2 separate regions of the Capra hircus genome follow, and region 2 is linked to region 1. Evidence: chromatin contacts called from public Hi-C data. All regions are on one chromosome and are shown on one strand. Each heading gives the region's core, a stretch centred on a gene start, on an enhancer-like site or on the middle of the called end of the contact. The rest is flanking DNA. Distances are from core to core; before and after follow the strand shown.

The links. A called contact is a pair of places that touch in the nucleus more often than the background predicts.
Region 2: a Hi-C map of blood shows a contact between it and region 1, with 2.6 times the contacts expected there. The contact joins the enhancer-like site here to the promoter of TAGAP in region 1. A contact is called at or near these places in 2 of 5 Hi-C or Micro-C datasets (both in blood).

The regions. Positions count from the first base shown.
Region 1 is chr9:82,668,841-82,671,840 of ARS1.2, reverse strand. TAGAP (T-cell activation Rho GTPase-activating protein) reads left to right here and starts at 1,309. Exons shown (of 10, transcript XM_018053423.1): 1 at 1,309-1,427; 2 at 2,027-2,111; 3 at 2,200-2,253; 4 at 2,546-2,612. The coding sequence starts at 2,085.
Region 2 is chr9:82,727,263-82,730,030 of ARS1.2, reverse strand. All of the region lies in intron 2 of LOC108636785 (rho GTPase-activating protein 20-like), which reads left to right. Among named protein-coding and RNA genes, the nearest start is that of FNDC1, 47 kb to the left of the region's middle. Within about 2 kb of position 1,285, at least 2 of the 5 cell types and tissues checked have an H3K27ac peak or open chromatin away from gene starts, as enhancers often do.

The sequences.
Region 1 (3,000 bases), core at 60-2,559:
CTACAGTCCATGGGATCCCTAAGAGTCGGACACGACTGAATCGATTTAGCAGCAGCAGCAGGTGGTGCTAGTGGTAAAGAACCTTCCTGACAATGCAGGAGACGTAAGAGACACGGGTTCAATCCCTCAATCAGGAAGATCTCTTAGAGGAGGGCATGGCAACCCATTCCACTCTTCTTGCCAGAATTTCCAGGTCAGAGGAGCCTGGCGGGCTACAGTCCATAGAGTTGCAAAGAGTCAGACATGACTTAGCAACTGAACAACCACAACAACCAGATCAAGAGGTGGGACCCTCCTTGGAGTCAAGAGATGGACCCTCTCTGACCCGCTCAGAGTCACTACCCAGCCCTACAGAAATGCCATGCTGGCTTCTAATAACACAGATTACTTTTGCTATTCTGGGGCTCTGCGTGCAAGGCACACTCTTTTGCGTCTGGCCTCTTTCACTCAACATTATTTTCTGAAACCCAGTCATGTCATTGAGCGTAGTTGTCGACTATTCATTCTCAGGACTCTGTAGGGCTCCACTGTGTGAAAATGCGTCACACTGTATGTATCCATTCTGTTGCCAGGGTATTTGAGTCACTTCATATATAGCCTAAGCCGTAGGAAAGACCAGAGATTCTCTTTCATCCAGAAGGTCGGATCCACAAATGAAATTCACCATCTCCTTTCTACTTTCAATGTCCAATCAAAGGAGATCATTTTCCTCCCACGTCAGAATTAGAGCTGATCTGACTATGACTTAAGTACTGAGTTAAGGAAGAGGTTAACATGTAGACAGCCTGCTCTGGTGGACTCGTCATAATCCCAAAGGAAACTGACCTGGCTTTGGATGATGACTGCGTTTCAAAAGAGGCAGCATGTCTTGACTTTCTTGGAGGGACCACATCCCACAGCTAGAGGGTGCTTATCAATGTACTGATGAACAGAGAAGACCGTGGATGGGTGGGGAGACTGCACCCAAACAGGATACCAAAATAAAGGGCACCTGAAATGATCACTTTAGAGAATATGACGATGTTTACGTACAGAATAACACAATTTCTTATTCACACATCCCACCTGTGAGATGAATCAGAGCCTTCACCTATGGCCGTATGTCATCTTTTCCACTCTCAGTGGTTTACAGATGTTGGACTTTGAAGTTGAAGAAGAAAAAAAAAGAACCAGAGCTGCCCTAAAAGAAATGAGGAAGTGAGAGCTCTGCAGTGTCTGGCCCAGGCCACAGCCCATGATGCTCTTTCCGGTCTCAGTAACATTTCCACCTGCCCGCCCCTTCTCCCTTATAACGCAGAACACGTGAAGTTAGAGCCATTCAGTCTCCTCGCTCACACTGGATTAGTAGGAGCAGAGTGTCATGTTATTTTTCCAATTTTCCACAGTTCACGGGAGGTAAAAGAAGTCTGGCTGGAGGCCCTCCGAGGGTAAGTACCATAAATCGGCCTGACACACAGCTGCCTGGCGGGGTCACTGGGCTTTGAGATCGTATCCAACAAAAATGGGTTTCACCGTACAATATGCGACACGTAGTGTTATGAAGAGTAAACTCAGACAGCTTTGCTTTCATGGGAAGCCAGCACTTCGGGGGCTCTAGGAATTCTGTACGTTATCTTTGTTTTATGTCTGCCATAAGCAGCGTCCTGGGGATCCATTGTTTTCCCTTTTCAGGTTACATGAGACAATCTGTGCAGAGCCCTTAACACAGTGCCCTGGCACATAGTGAACTCTCCTCCCAAAATGTTAGTTGTCATGCTAGCTGTTACTCAGATTATCTCCTGATGGGAACTTAATAAATGAGAAGCAAAGTTTGGCGTGATGAAGATGTCAGGTTTAAAGCTTTTAGAAAGTAGTGTGTTCAGATGCTGTGTTTAATAGCGTAAGACATCTGGTAACACATAACTGACTTTAAATGAACACTTCTCTAACTAGTAGTTTCAGACTTTGTGTTTTGGCAGAGTGGGGCTGAAACTGGCCATTGCGTTCCGTATTTCCTCCTCACTCTTTCCCGAATGATTTTTCGTAGACAAAGCCAAGGCCACCCAGGAGCAAAATTCATCACCGGACCGTCAGCCCGAACTCCAATGAAGCTGACAAGCAGCTGTCATGCCGTATGTGCCCCTCTTACATTGCTGCCTCGGACTTTCTCACGGCGAGGGTCAAAGATGTTTACCTAATTTGACTTCTTTTCTCTTGTAGTCAAAAACACTAAATGCCTGTGATATGGAGACATTAATTGAATGTCAATCAGAGGTAAGAAAGCTGTTTTTCAAACTTTTTATCTGCACCGTGAGATAGAAAACTTTGTTTTAATTGAATATCATGCATGTTGTTTAGTTATCAGAATAGAAATCAACATGATAAGTTGTAGTAAACACTAATATTAATTGAGATCTTGCATCATGATAAGCAAGATATTAATATTGATTCTGAAAAAAATTAATGGACTACTAACTGTTGATATGAATAAAATGGTGAATATATTTTGTGGGGAAAGACTAGGCAGATTTCTTCAATCATTAATTTTAATTAAATATATTTTTAGGGTAATATCAAGGAACATCCTCTGTTGGTATCATGTGAGAGTGAAGATAATATTTGCCAGCTAATTGGTGAGTTTTGAAAACACACTGATCTTTTATGTAAATGCTAACAACCAGTGTTCTTGGTTTGCCAAACCACAGTGCTTTACTAGGAATTTTTTTTTCGAAGTGTTCTCTTAAAGACCACAGAACATTAACCCTTGCATGGCAGGAAGGCTCCAGCTCACTAGACAGCAAGTGCTCTGAGGAAAAGATCCTCCCCAAGTCAAAGTCTCCCCATCCAGAGGGGTCTTCGTGGGGTTACAGATCTCCTGGCCACTCTGTTCTGACAATTAAAGAGTGCATACGTTTCCACTCTCACCCTCCTCTAATGGAGAATGATTCTAAGAGCACACAAAGCAACTGTTGCTGTCTTAAATCCCAAAGAACCTGCCGTTCAGTCAATTTTTTCCACATT
Region 2 (2,768 bases), core at 36-2,535, 58 kb before region 1:
TTCCCTGGCCGCTCAGCTGGTAAAGAATCTGCCTGCAATGTGGGAGACCTTGGTTTGATCCCTGGGTTGGGAAGATCCCCTGGAGAAGGGAAAGGCTACCCTCTCCATTATTATGGCCTGGAGAGTTCCAAAGGGGTTGCAAAGAGTCGGACATGACTGAGCGACTTTCACACTTTCACACAATGATAACATCACAGGAGGAAAAGAGGCTCAGACCACAAAGCCCTGAGACTCTCAAAGGCAGTGGCAGCTCTGTGAGATTTTAAGTCTGGGACTAGATCAAGCTCATACACTTAAAAAAAATCCCCAGAGAGTTATGTGGAGGATGGAGGGGTTCAGAGAGTCAGGGGAATTCAGGTCTGAGACAAGGAAACCCGGAGAAACTATTGAGTTATGCAGGACAAGCCTTACGCCCAGACTTCAGGGGAAAACACCCTGAAACAGAGTGCCTAGAGAGAGAGAGGTGTGTCTGTGTCTTTACTCAGGGCGGCTCCTAAAGCAGGCCACCCCAGGGCCCTGGGGAGTAGAAGGCCCACATCTCGGCTGCCTCTAAACCCCAGCCCCCTGCCACGCATGACCTCAAGCTCAGGCTTTCTACTGCTGAAATCGGTTTAAAAGCACTTTGTTCCTGTTGAAAAACCACCAGTTACTCGGAGAACCCCTAAATGCTTCATCGTTCTCCACTCCTTATGTCAGATCTAGAGAGAGATGGAGTTCAGGTCAGAGAGTTGGACTAGAGTACTGGTACTGGTACCTGGCCCTTCCAGTGAGTGTCCCTTTGAGCACACTCACTCTGCGTCCACGAGAAACTTCTTTCTTCCCTTACTTGAAGCAAAGTGATGCTGGAGCAGACTTTTGAGTGTCCCTTAGACTGCAAGGAGATCAAAGCAGTCAGTCCTAAAGGAAATCAGTCCTGAATATTCATTGGAAGGACTGATGCTGACGCTGAAACTCCAATACTTTGGCCACCTGATGCAAAGAACTGACTCGTTGGAAAAGACCCTGATGCTGGGAAGGATTAAAGGCGGGAGGAGAAGGCGACGACAGAGGATGAGATGGTTGGATGGCATCACTGACTCGATGGACATGAGTTTGGGCAAGCTCTGGGAGTTGGTGATGGACAGGGAGGCCTGGCATGCTGCAGTCCATGGGGTCACAAAGAGTCAGATACAACTGGACTGACTTGAAGCATGCTCACAAGCTTGCTCAGGCCGGGAGCTGACTCTGAGTCCAGCGGGGGCCCTCAATATACTATATAAGTCCCCAGGTCAGGGTCTAGGGCAGCGGCTCAGGTCTCAAAAACGCAGGCAGCCAGCACTTTCACTGTGAGAAGCCGCCATCCGGCCCCACTTGGCTGGAAATTCATCATTACGTGGAGAGGCAAAGGGCCTCGTTATTTCCATCCACCATGTATTTGCTACATCACTGGTTTCCTATTTCAGCACGTTTAAAAAATTTCCCCTCAGGGGAGAGTGCTGAGGCGCCTTTGTTGTGAAATATGGTTAACACAAGGTGCTTTTTTTTTTCATGATGTCACTCAGAGTAGGTCTCTGTATATAGGAAAACTAACGCCTCTGTGGCTGTACAGTCCTCTGGGATGTCAAAGAAATGCAGAGAAGAGGGCAGGGATGGTTAAGGGGAAGAGCAGTGAAATGTGAGGGGAAAGAAAAAAACAGTGTTTAGACCAAGATCAAAATGTGGAAAAGCGCTTGGCGGGGGCAGCATTCTAAAAAAAGAAACCTTACCTACTTCCTCTTGCTGGTCATGGCTTATCTATGTGTCCATAGTTTTTAAAGCTGAAATGAATAATTATCTGACAGGTTTAGATCTGTTACTCTCAATATAGCTTGTAACATCAGATTTTAAATATTCAAATATTTTTCTCAAATCATCAGAGGCTATGTATTCATGCTTTTATGTGCTCTAAAGCTGCAGGTGACTAAGGCTGAAATGAGGCCAGCAGTCAGAGCATTGCCCTCCTGTGTTTAAATAAATGCTTAGAATCACTTGACATTTAATAAGATGTTGGCTTTCTGGCTTTTTAAATAGCTGGCAGGGACACTGGGCCCACATTCCTGTATGGTGCTGGTGGACCACCCCTTTGGACACAGCAAGACTTTTGCCATTTTTCCACAGACCCCACTACTCCCTATTACACACCACGACCATTCACTTTTCCCACCTGGCCCCTCAGGCATTTGAGGGTGCAGCCTCTGGGTCAGGCAGTGAGGCAAGCTCTGCTGGGTGTAGCCAAAGTTGTCCTCTGTACTAGTGAGCTTTTGTCCCTCCAACATGTGAAAATAATGAGGCATTTCCAAACAAACTCAGAAGCAACCAAAAGATGTTTATTTATCTATTTTTAAACGATGTGGGTTTTTTAAAATTTATTTAACCATAGTTGATTTACAGTGTTGTGCTAGTTTCAGATATACAGTTTCAGATTCTTTTCCATTATAGGTTATTACAAGATACTGAATATAGTACCCTATGTTATACAGTAAATCCTTGTTATTTGTTTTATATAAAGGGGTGAAAGTGAAAGAAAGTGAAGTCGCTCAATCGTGTCCAACTCTTTGCAGCCCCATGGACTGTAGCTTACTAGGCTCCTCCTTTCATGGGATTTTCCAGGCAAGAGTACTGGAGTGGGTTGCCATTTCCTTCTCCATATATAAAGTGGTATGTGTCAGTTAATAAACACAGACGGGAGTTCTAGTTCCCGGGTCCTGTGGTTTGAGTCCCAATTTCTCTACCCTTGAGCTTCCAGGGGC